Regions from separate parts of the Ovis aries genome. Here region 1 is linked to region 2. A link is a contact called in public Hi-C data. All regions are on one chromosome and are shown on one strand. The core of a region is the stretch at or near the end of the contact, and the rest is flanking DNA. Distances in the headings are between cores, read along the strand shown.

What was found. Hi-C and Micro-C count contacts between places; a contact is called where the count stands out from the background.
Region 1: a Hi-C map of liver shows a contact between it and region 2, with 3 times the contacts expected there. The contact joins the enhancer-like site here to the promoter of SMIM14 in region 2. A contact is called at or near these places in 2 of 16 Hi-C or Micro-C datasets (liver and tail adipose tissue).

The regions. Positions count from the first base shown.
Region 1 is chr6:59,457,267-59,463,249 of ARS-UI_Ramb_v3.0, forward strand. No RefSeq gene overlaps it. Among named protein-coding and RNA genes, the nearest start is that of SMIM14, 34 kb to the left of the region's middle. Within about 2 kb of position 3,270, at least 9 of the 54 cell types and tissues checked have an H3K27ac peak or open chromatin away from gene starts, as enhancers often do. A contact at or near this core is called in liver and tail adipose tissue, where this site is marked.
Region 2 is chr6:59,422,568-59,428,045 of ARS-UI_Ramb_v3.0, forward strand. SMIM14 (small integral membrane protein 14) reads right to left here and starts at 3,580. Exons shown (of 5, transcript XM_004009779.5): 1 at 3,358-3,580.

The sequences.
Region 1 (5,983 bases), core at 2,020-4,519, 34 kb after region 2:
AAATGCAGGTGGCCTGGTCAGGGAACTAGATCCCCCATGCCACAACAAAAAGCTCTCATGCCACAAATAAATATCCTGTATGCCACAACAAAGATCGAAGGTCCCACATGCCACAACTAAGACGCAGTGCAGCCAAAAAAAAAAAAAAAATATATATATATATATATATATATATATGGTAGAATAACACTTTCCCCCTCGCTACTCTGTTCTTTCAGCCTCCACAACTAAACAGACTCTGCTGGAATAGAACTTAATTATTTATATGGGAGAATTATAGAAGAGGCAGGTGTTAACACATCAGTTCAGTTCAGTTCAGTTCAGTCTCTCAGTTGTGTCCGACTCTTTGCGACCCCATGAACCACAGCACGCCAGGCCTCCCTGTCCATCACCAACTCCCAGAGCTTACACAAACTCATATCCATTGAGTCGGTGATGCTATCTAACCATCTCATCCTCTGTCATCCCCTTCTCCTCTTGATTTCAATCTTTCCCAACATCAGGGTCTTTTCAAATGAGTCAGCTCTTCACATCAGATGGCCAAAATACTGGAGTTTTAGCTTCAACATCAGTCCTTCCAATGAACATTAAGGACTGATTTCCTTTAGGATGGACTGGTTGGATCTCCTTGCAGTCCAAAGGACTCTCAAGAGTCTTCTCCAACACCACAGTTCAAAAGCGTCAATTCTGTGCTCAGCTTTCTTTATAATCCAACTCTCACATCCATACATGACTATTGGAAAAACCATAGCCTTGACTAGACGGACCTTTGTTGACAAAGTAATGTCTCTGCTTTTTAATATGCTGTCTAAGTTGGTCATTACTTTCCTTCCAAGGAGTGTCTTGTAATTTCATATCAGGTAACTTGAAATTTCCCTTGCATTCCTAAAGGAAAAGCACTCAAAGATTTCATTAGGAGGGAGTCCTCATTGCACACACACACCCCCCTCCCAGCTCCATTCTTAACAGAAAATTCCAGGCTTTGCCCCTAACTCTCCCCCAAACGGCTCCTCTTCAAGACACTCAGTCCTACAACCCCACATTACTCCTAGGAGGGAAAAGAAACACACTGCTCCTGTTCCTTGCATAAGAAGAGATTCATCCCTTGGACCTTTCCCCCTCAATCTGCCCTGGTCTAGCCCTATAGACTCAAATATGGATTACAAGACAGAAGGAAGGCAGCACAAATCACCTCAGCAAGGCTGACTATATTGCATATCAACATTAATGTGCTCTTCCTGGACAAGAACTTTCTGAACTTCAACTAGGTGGGAAGCAATACTGCCAGTCCCTGGGTCATATACAAGGTGACTATTACTCCCAAGGATTTGCGTTAATGGTTTTTTCTTGAAGGCATCAAAGTCTAGATTCATAATGAAGAAAGAATTTGTCCTCTGTCAACAAGACTCACTGTTGAGTTAACTTTCCAATGACCAATGGCTTCTTTTTCCCACTCTTCCATGGAGTTTGAGGGCACCACAGATTTACTTACTGGCTATTAAAGTCCCCTTGCTCCCTCTTACACAGAGATTCACACCAGCCTCAATTATATTCTTTGGACTCAGATACTATTCCTGATAAGAAGTAAGAAAGAGATAGTTAATTAATATTTTCCATCATAAGAGCATGGTCCAAAGAAAGCAAGGACAAAAAAAAGATCAAAGAAAAAAAAAAAAAAAAGAAAAGCAGGACAGTGATAGCCTGAATGACTAATACCTGGGGAATGTTTCCACGTTCATTCATTCAACTGTTGAGCATCTGCTGGATGCCAGTCATTATGGGTACAGACAGTGAGGTGCAGAAGATATGAGACATGATTCACAGAGAGCGCATAGTATAATAGAGTATTTATTGTTGAGAAATTGTTTAGTCAGGTGTTTTAAACTCCAATCTAAATGTGCTAAAGGAGGCATTTTGATTTCCTTGTCCTTAAAGCACAGTAAAAATTTCCTGAGAGTCTCAAACCATGATTGCCTAGGTTCTTAAATGTACAGTGTTTGATTTGGACAAATCTGTTACTTTCAGTTCCTGTTTCCTTTTCTAAGTTGACTTCAGAAATAGACTAGTATTAATAGAATCCAATCTCAAGATGCCTCTTTAAATTTATATCACAACCAGCAGCCAGCCAGCTCTGTGCTGCTTCCTTCTGGATCCCTTTAATTGTCAAGAATTAAAAGGTGAAGAAGGTATTCTTTCAGAGAAAGAGAAAACGAAACAAAGCAAAATCACCAGCAACCAAACAACAAATGAACCTCAAGTTATTGTGAAGCCTTAAGTTCCAAATGTTAAATTTTTTAAAAAGCCTCTAACCACACTGCTGCTGCTAAGTCACTTCAGTCATGTCCGACTCTGTGAGACCCCATAGACGGCAGCCCACCAGGCTCCCCCGTCCCTGGGATTCTCCAGGCAAGAACATTGGAGTGGGTTACCATTTCCTTCTCCAATGCATGAAAGTGAAAAGTGAAAGTGAAGTCGCTCAGTCGTGTCCGACTCTTTGTGATCCCGTGGACTGCAGCTTACCAGGCTCCTCCGTCCATGGGATTCTCCAGGCAAGAGTACTGGAGTGGGGTGCCATGGCCTTCTTCGTCTAACCACACAGTCTAGGCCAGTTTTGTTCTCTGTCACTCACAGTCCCCTCAATTCCTTTCTAAGTCTCAAAATGAAGCATTCAGATACATAATTATCTAGGGAGATATAAGTAGGAAATTTGTCACTTTTCTTCCAACGAGCAGTACTATCAAAACAGCACTTACGTTTTCAGGGAAACTCCAAACCCCCTCCCTAATCCTTGTCTTCATTTTGGATTCTGACACATCCCTAGCATCCTCTCTGCAAAGTGCAGTTGAGAGAAATAGGATGGGTGAAAAAGGTTGGAAAGGGAAGCCCACACAGACCTAGAGAGCCAGTGACTAATTGTAAATCAGGATTTTTCAATACAACATGACAAAGAGTTGTGACGTTGAAAATACTTCCCATATATTACTCTGTATAAAAGAAACTTGCTTTGACCTCATTTTCTTCCCATTATCCCTCTTCTGCTTTATCACCTATTGCAGGTTTTTTGTTTCTGTCTTCTTTCTATTGAATTTACATTTTTTCATAGTGTCCTTTATACATTAGTTCTCCTTTTCCCTTTTCTTTGCACTGCTTAGTATATTGTACAAATGTATATTTTAAAGTTTCTCATACTTTTTGTTCTTGAATAGAAATTGGGCAAGAGGAGGAGTTTATGATACAAGAAATTTGTGGTAGAGTCATTGTCCGCCTCGGTAGTGAAATAGTGCCTTCTAGTGTTTACAATAACACTTTCTGTTTGCACCATTTCATCTGAAAAGCAAAAGTATTATTTTGTAATACTTTTGCATTTTATAATTTTCCTACCGTATTTTAAAATATATAGCTGGCATTATTATCTTTATTTTGGAGATTTAAAAACCAGAATCATAAAACATTTATTTAATGCTGACTTGATGATAGCACTTAGACCAAACATACGAAAGGATTAGAAAAATGTATTCTGTTCAATGGATTCCCCATCCAGCTGCCAGCAGTCACCAACCAGTCACGAGACAGATCATGGGTATGATTCACGATACTGCCAAGTCCACTAAAAATGCCATAGACAGAGAGCTGCAAAAGCTGGTTGAAGGCAACATAAACAGGAAATGTTACAAAAGAGTTGCTCAAACTTTCTATCCTTCAAGGTAACACTTTTAGGAATGAGTTGATCGACATGTATTCTTTGGTTCTGCTGCTCCTGAGTCCCCTCACTTTCTCCTGGAACTAGCCATGTTGTTTTAGAGAAAAGCAGCACTCTCAGAGAGGCAGATACATTCTTAAGAGGTTTATCAGATGTGAGAAGTTAGCTGTTGCCTAGTATTTCCCAACTTCTTGTGGATTTGCATAAGCATTCCCCGAAATAGATTTTTATTTGTTGACTATTCTGAAGATGTGAAGAATAAGTAAGTACACATGTATATCTATGGTATGATATTAGTGTCCTTATGAGAAACAGAACCGTTAAGATGTGTGTGTGTATTTATAATTATAAAGAGAATTATTACAAGGAATCAGCTCACATGATTGTGGGAGCTGAGAAGTCTCAAGATCTGGAGGGTAAGTATTTAAGCTGGAAGCCCAGGAGAGCTGATGTACTTCTAGTCCAAGTTGAAAGGAACAGAACCAGGAGAGTTAACATTTCAGTTCCAGTCCAAAGGCTGGCAGGCTTGAGAACCATAAAGAGTTGACATTTCAGTCTCAAGGTAGGAAAAAATCTCTCTGACTTGCAGGAATATCAGCCTTTTAATCTAGTCAGTCCTTCAGCTGATTAGATAAGGCCCACTCTCTCAATTAGGGGGAAATCTGCTTTACTTAATCTACTGACTCAAATATTAATCTCACCCGGAAACACCCTCACATACACACCCAGAATAATGCTTGACCAAATATCTGGGCACCCTATGGCCCCGCCAAATAGAGGTATAGAATTGAGCATCACAGGTATTATCAACATATACAAATTAAAATATGTTTATTTCTTTGTCCTGCATACTCCTTAAAATGTTTTGAGAACCATGGCTTTAGAACAAGGGTATGACTCCAGTATTTGTATCTTATTACTTCCTTTACTCAAAGTAGCATACTGTACAGTCTCTATATGAGTTATTATAGACAGCACCCTTGCTTTGCAAATAACTATTACTACAAGGAATATGAAGATAACATTTATTGAATACCAACCATCTATTTGGAATTAACTATGTATTTATATGTTTAATTCTCACAACAATCAATTGAAATAGGTAAGATTACTATCATTTTGAAGATGAAAAGACAAGCCCTGAGAAGTTAAATAACTTGACCCAAGTTGCATAATTAGGAAGTGGTAGAACCAAAATATGATTAGAAATATTTGACTAAAACCCCATACTCTTTCTACTCCAATTTGTTATCATTAATAAGCTATATAACTGAAGGCAAACTAACTTCTCTAGGCTTCAGTTTTCTCATTTGCAAAATGACTATGACCTAGATGATTCCTTGGGTCTCAATGGTTAGGCAGAGATTTCAAATTGTCTATGCAATATCAATCAATCTATTCTTCCTTACCAATAGAATGGGGATAAACTCATTTGGCATTCATACTTCCTTTTGCTTTTCACCTTTGCCCCTAATCCTTCCTGGAATACAGACATACTGCTAGAAGAGAAGCATTATGTCCCAATTTCTTGGTGCAATATTTGTTTTCTACTGTTCTCCTAGTTAATGATTTTTTTCAGCTCAATCCCAGAAGGCAATGTTGGCCTTTGAAACAGAGGGTCACTGTTGCACACAGTCCACTCCAGGGCAGAAGCAAGACAATTATAGGTATAAAAAAATAAATAAATAAATATATATATATATATATATATATATATATATATTTAAAGCCATAGGTTTCTCATGAATTCAGGGAAAACTTTATTGAAGTAAATTGGAAAATACAGAAAAGTAAAAAATAAGAAGCTTGTTATTCCATAATTAAGAGAAAGAGCAGGGACTTACCTGGTGGTCTAGTGGTTAAGAATCCACCTTGCAATGCAGGGGATGAGGGTTCAACTCCTGGTTGGGGAACTAAGACCCCATGTGCCACAGGGCAGCTAAGCCTGTGTGCTATAACAAAGAGCCCACCCACATACCACAACTAAGGCCCCATGCAGCAATAAATAAGTAATTATTAAAAAGAGAGGAAGAGAAAGCCATTTTTGAATTGGTGCTATATTTGGCTTCCACTTCTGCTCATAGCGGAATAATCGACCATAAAACAGCACAAAACATATTAAGTAACTATTTTGAGAGTATTCAGTAAATAGCATAGATTGCAATTTCTGAGAGAAAGGATATTCATGAGGTGAGTTCCATGATTGATCAGCTCTCTGCCTGTGAACAATTTTCTATTGTTGAATCTGAGCAGAGAATAGAGATCTTGCTGAACTGAGGAGGC
Region 2 (5,478 bases), core at 2,330-4,829:
GAGAAGCCACTGCAATGCAGAGCAGCCACACTCCCCAGAACTAGAGAAAAGCCCATGCAGCAATGAAGACCCAGCAGTCAATAAATAAATCAATAAAATTATATATAAGAAAAAGAGACAGTGCATTCAACAGTAATACAGACATGTTCAAGTTTATTCATTCAACCATCATACTGAGCGCCTGCTTGGCAGTGAAAAGGACAGACAAGGTCCTCATTTCCCCAGAGTTTAATTTCTAGTATAGGAGACAGAATATAAAAACAAAGGAAATTCCAGACAGTGATGTTATAAAGAAAATGACAGAATGGTGAGATAATTGTGGAAGCAATCTTGAAGAGACAATAGCTGAACTGAGACCTGAATGACAGGATGGAATCAGCTACACGAAGATCTGGGAGAAGATTGAAGCCACAAGGAAGAGCAAGTGCAAATGCCCTGAGGCAAGAGCAAACCTGGCAAGTCCCTAGCACAATGCTAGTGCAGCTGGAACACAGGAAGAAACTGCTGTTGCCAGACTCCTGGGTACTGATCAAGGCATTTGGATACAAGGTGAGATAGAGGAAGGCAGTGCCTAGACCTCTACTGCCTGGCAAACCTTGAGAAAGGTAGGATTTTATTCTGAATGTGATGAGAGACTTTCAACAAAGGGGTGACACGATCTGACATTTTACAGGATCCCTTTCCCTGTGGGAAAGGGGATGCACCATAAAAAGCCAAAGTGGAAGCAGGAAGACCAGAGGTTTCTGCAGTAGGCAAGGTGAGATACGGTGAGAGTTGGCAAAGGCGGTAGCAGTAGAGATGGGAAGAAGTGGACAAATCTAGAATACATATTGAACACTACCATTCAAGGCACATGTAGGTAAGTTTATGACTAAGGGACCCAAGTGGGTTATTAGTATATTTAGGGTATTCTTTGCTGCTAAGTCACTTCAGTCATCTCTGACTCTGTGTGACCCCATAGATAGCAGCCTACCAGGCTCCGTCCCTGGGATTCTCCAGGCAAGAACTCTGGAGTGGGTTGCCATTTCCTTCTCCAATGCATGAAAGTGAAAAGTGAAAGTGAAGTCGCTCAGTCATGTCCGACCCTCAGCGACCCCATGGACTGCTGCCTTCCAGGCTCCTCCGTCCATGGGATTTTCCAGGCAAGAGTACTGGAGTGGGGTGCCACTGCCTTCTCCGAGGATACTCTTAAGTACTTATCCTTTGAAGCTGAGGTGCAGGGAACCTTGCTTCTCTTTTGGCACCACTAATAAAGCACTGAACTAAAAGCAGGCACACATCCAAGACTCAGTGTTCATAAAGCATATTAAGTGTATAAAGTAAAATCTTTTAGGACCTTACTGCTGGAGGCATGGACAGCTGGTCAACATTTGGGACATACAGGAGCTATGGCAACTAAATCAAATCACCAAGTGAGCAAAAGTTTTTCAAACTTCCATAGTGTTAACTCAGGCTATTCTGTGCCTGTTTTCCCAAGAGTTAAACAAGCAAAGTCTGTTTGTCACACAATGCATACTGATTTCATAAATCTTATAATATCATCATGAGAGATTTGAGAGGAAATCTTTTAAAACCATAATTTTAATCATTATGGTTTGGCAAACACACAGCAAATATTCTATAAAAGTTAAGGTCCAAGAGTATCTATAAAAATTGTAATGTTACTCAAAAATGAAGTGCTAATATGTGAAAAAGTAGGTTACAGAAGAACATGAGGTATGATACCATTTCTGTATAAAATATCTAAATGCAAAAAAGTCTGGAAGGATATAAACCACTGCTGACATTCTGGTGGTCTCTGGATGGCAAGAATATCGATGACATTTCTTCTTTTTTTCATTTATCTGCTTTAATCAACATTTTCTCCAATTATCACAAATTATTTCATACAAACAAAAATATTTCGGTATAGGTTAGCTTAAAAAATAAAAAAAGAGAAAGAACTTCAAGAAAACATAACTTCATTTGTTTCGATCAGCAGCATTCCAACTGTGGTATTAAGAAAAAAAGATCTCGATTGCACACGCTGAAGGAAGAAACCTGCTAGGAAGAGGTCCATTTTATACCACACAAGGACATAATATACCCTTCAAGGGAGTAGTTCAAATTCCTAAGACCTCTTCCTGGATTTGATAAATGACAATCAATTTAATACATAGCTCTCTTTCTTGCCTTTTGCTAAAGAAACACCTCAATTTAATGAATTCTCTGGAGGGGGAAAAAAAAAAAACTTTAAAAAACTAAGGACAAAACAGAGGTTTGGTCTTCTGGTCTCATTCATCCGGTGGAAAGGCGCGGAGGGTGGCAGGGCTCGAAGCAGGCTACCCCAGAAGAATCTGCGTGGCGGGTCATCTAAAGTGGAAGGGAACACAAACCTGCAGGCTCCACAGACTGGGCAGTGAGAACGCCTCCTAAGGGGCTCAAGACTTCCCCTGGAAGGGCTTACGCCGTCCAAGTTATTCTACGCTGCCAACGGTTTCTGACAAAACACAGTAACTGGAAGATCTCTTTAAACGTGGGTATTACGTGCAGGAAGCTCATCCGACTTTCTCTATGCAAAGCCAAGACATTCTCCTAAGGCCACATCCTCGATTCTGTAAACTAGGGCAACTGAAAACACCCTATTGACGCTCTCCAGCTAACGAACATCACTGTGGCTAAAATCCTAATACACACACGAACTGACACTTCGGAAAACTGGCTCTAATGGTAACACGGGACTTCGGGTACTCCGGTAACCAGTTTATCGCACTTTATCTGTTCCAATAAAGGGTACCACCTCTTTACTGTCAGCTCTGGTTCCATGTACTGAACAAACAGAAAAAGGGAATCCTTTAAATTCACAACACTATAAGGGCTAAAAGCTCCCGCTTTCTGGATGGCAGCTTTCTAGTCTCATCAATCACAACAAAGGACGCATCCCGGTGACTACATCAGAATCGGCAAGGGCTGAGAAACAGAGGTAAATGATTTAGTGAAGATTGCAAGGTTTGTGAGGGATTCCTTCCAGCTACGACTCACTCACTCTTCTTTTTACTCCATTATACGCCTCCACCCGAGTTGACTGCTTGCCCTAAAAATAAAACCACCCGTGGCTACCGTCCACTTCCCTGCCAAGTCCCGACTCTGGTCTCCTGCAGAGAAAGCCAAATCTCAGGCTCTTCGCCGGAGGACGCGGGCTCGACAGCAGCGGGCTTCTCCCGATGCAGAGTCGCCAGCCCGGTTGGGGACCCCTTGAGCCCGAGAAGCAGCCCCGCACTGCCGCAGCCGCCGCAGCCCGCCAGAGCCCCCAGGAAAAATCCGGGCGAGGGGAAGGTGGGCCGGCAAACGGCGGTGGGAGAAATGGGAGACACTCACCCGCCCAGACAACAACCGACGGGGCGGGGAGGATGGGGGCCCGGACTAAGCCTCGGCAGAAAGACCGCCTGGAGCTTCCGGAACGCTGCGGCTGCTCGGGAAGCCGCTGCCGCCGCCGCTCCTGGCCGCCGGCTTCCTCCCCTCCTCTGTTTTGATTCGACTGACCACGTCACTCTAAGCCACGAGACCCGGATCTGCCGGCTCCCGCGGGCGGCGGCGCAACAGATTGCAGCGGCTCAATACCCAGGCAGCCGCCCTGCCGAGCATGCGCACGCCCCGCGCCTGCCCAGTGGGTCCGGAGGGGCGGGGCGGCCGCGAGCGTCACGCGGTTCGAGGGGGCACGGAACGCCGGAGTTGCAGTTCCGGTTGGGAGGGGTGGGGCGCAACGTTGTGTGATGGAGAGGGCGAGGCCCCGCGTTTGTTGAAGTGGCCCGCGTAGGTTCTGTTTCGTGTGTCGTAGACAGTGTGTCTCCCTTTGCCTAAGCTGATGGCTTTCCTCAGCTGGAGTGTTTAGAATAGCGGGGGTAGTGGTGCCTAAGCTGATGGCTTTCCTCAGCTGGAAGCTTTAGAATAGCGGGGGTAGTGGTGCCTAAGCTGATGGCTTTCCTCAGCTGGAGGCTTTAGAATAGCGGGGGTAGTGGTAGGTGGGGGCGCAAGGTGGTGTCTGATGAGACTTGTAGAGATTGTTTTGGATCACTCAGGCCCAGGTGAAAATTGGAGATCGAGGTTTGGTCTTATATAAACAAAAGTATGACAGACGTGGCAGTTATTGATCCCCTGTCCCGGAGGCAAACTGCGCTCGGAAAGCTGGCTGCATTCAGTTCAAGAGGAGTGTTACGGGAATGCAGGACTGATAGAGCGATAATGGGGAACTGGGAGAGGAAAGCTATTGTTAGGCAGTCAGCTCTAACCTTTGTTGCTTTGATCTTCGGGACTGAAATAAGGATGATACTTATGGTGTGAGAACCTCATTTCTTTCTAAACCAAGGTGATGCTTCCTACTCTCTCATTCTGGCCTTCTTAGGTCTCCCCATTGAACAACAGGCCCGAGAAGTTTCCCACTTTGGGAAAACTTCGGGCTACTCTTGTTTTCTTAGGTCCATGAATGGACAGGCTTTAATTAAAGCGAGACTAGTGGTTAAATGAAAAGTGTCAGTTCCAAAGATTTTACAGAGGTGCTTATTTGCCTATCGTGCAGGAGAGGTGAAAGTTAGCTCTAAGGAACTGCCTTCCTTATTCTGAGTTGACCTTTTCGCCTAACCTGGACTTCTACCTCAGTGTCTGGTTTATCACCTCGACTAGCTGAGTCACTTTCAGTGAATTAGTATAATCTGTGAGAGCTGCTTTTTTTTTTTTTAATAGTATATTTAACCTGATTTATCCAAAATATTATGAGGCTTCCCAGGTGGCTCAGTGGTAAGAACCCACGTGCCAGTGTAGGAGACTTGAGAGGCCGGTTGGATCCCTGAGTCCAGAAGGTCCCCTGAAGGAGAGCATGGCAACCCATTCCAATATTCTTGGCTGGAGAATCCCACGGACAGAGGAGCCTGGCGGGCTACAGCCAATAGGGTCCCAAAGAATCCGACACAACTGAAGCAACTTAGCAAGCATGCGTCCAAAATACAGGTTCAACATGCAATCAATGTAAAAATTATTAATGAGATGTTCATGTTTACCTCATACTAACTCTTCAAAAGTGGATGTGAATTTACACTTAGAGCAAGGCTCAAGTGCTGGGTGTGGCTGGTGTCACCATATGGGACAGCATAGCTCTAGAGCATGTGAGCTAACAGGCATGGGGGAGTGACCTGGGCCTAAGCTGGAGGCAAGACCCAAGGACAGTCGTTTGGGGATGACAGGCTGCTTATTTTGCCCAATTTACTTGTGCCTTGACTTCTCTTAGAATAACCTATGTAGAAATAATTGCTGTAACTTTAAAATAAAACATTTGTAAAATGCCATGTCGACTTAGAAAATCGTGTTCTAGCGAAAGGTGGGTAAATCGTTAAGGGCAAGACTTTTTAATTAAAGTGGGATCACAGGTAAAAATGTCTAGAAAATGAAAGGTTTCTGGTAAAACAAAGCGTTTCCAAGTTAACATTACAACTAGGTAGAAGTCGA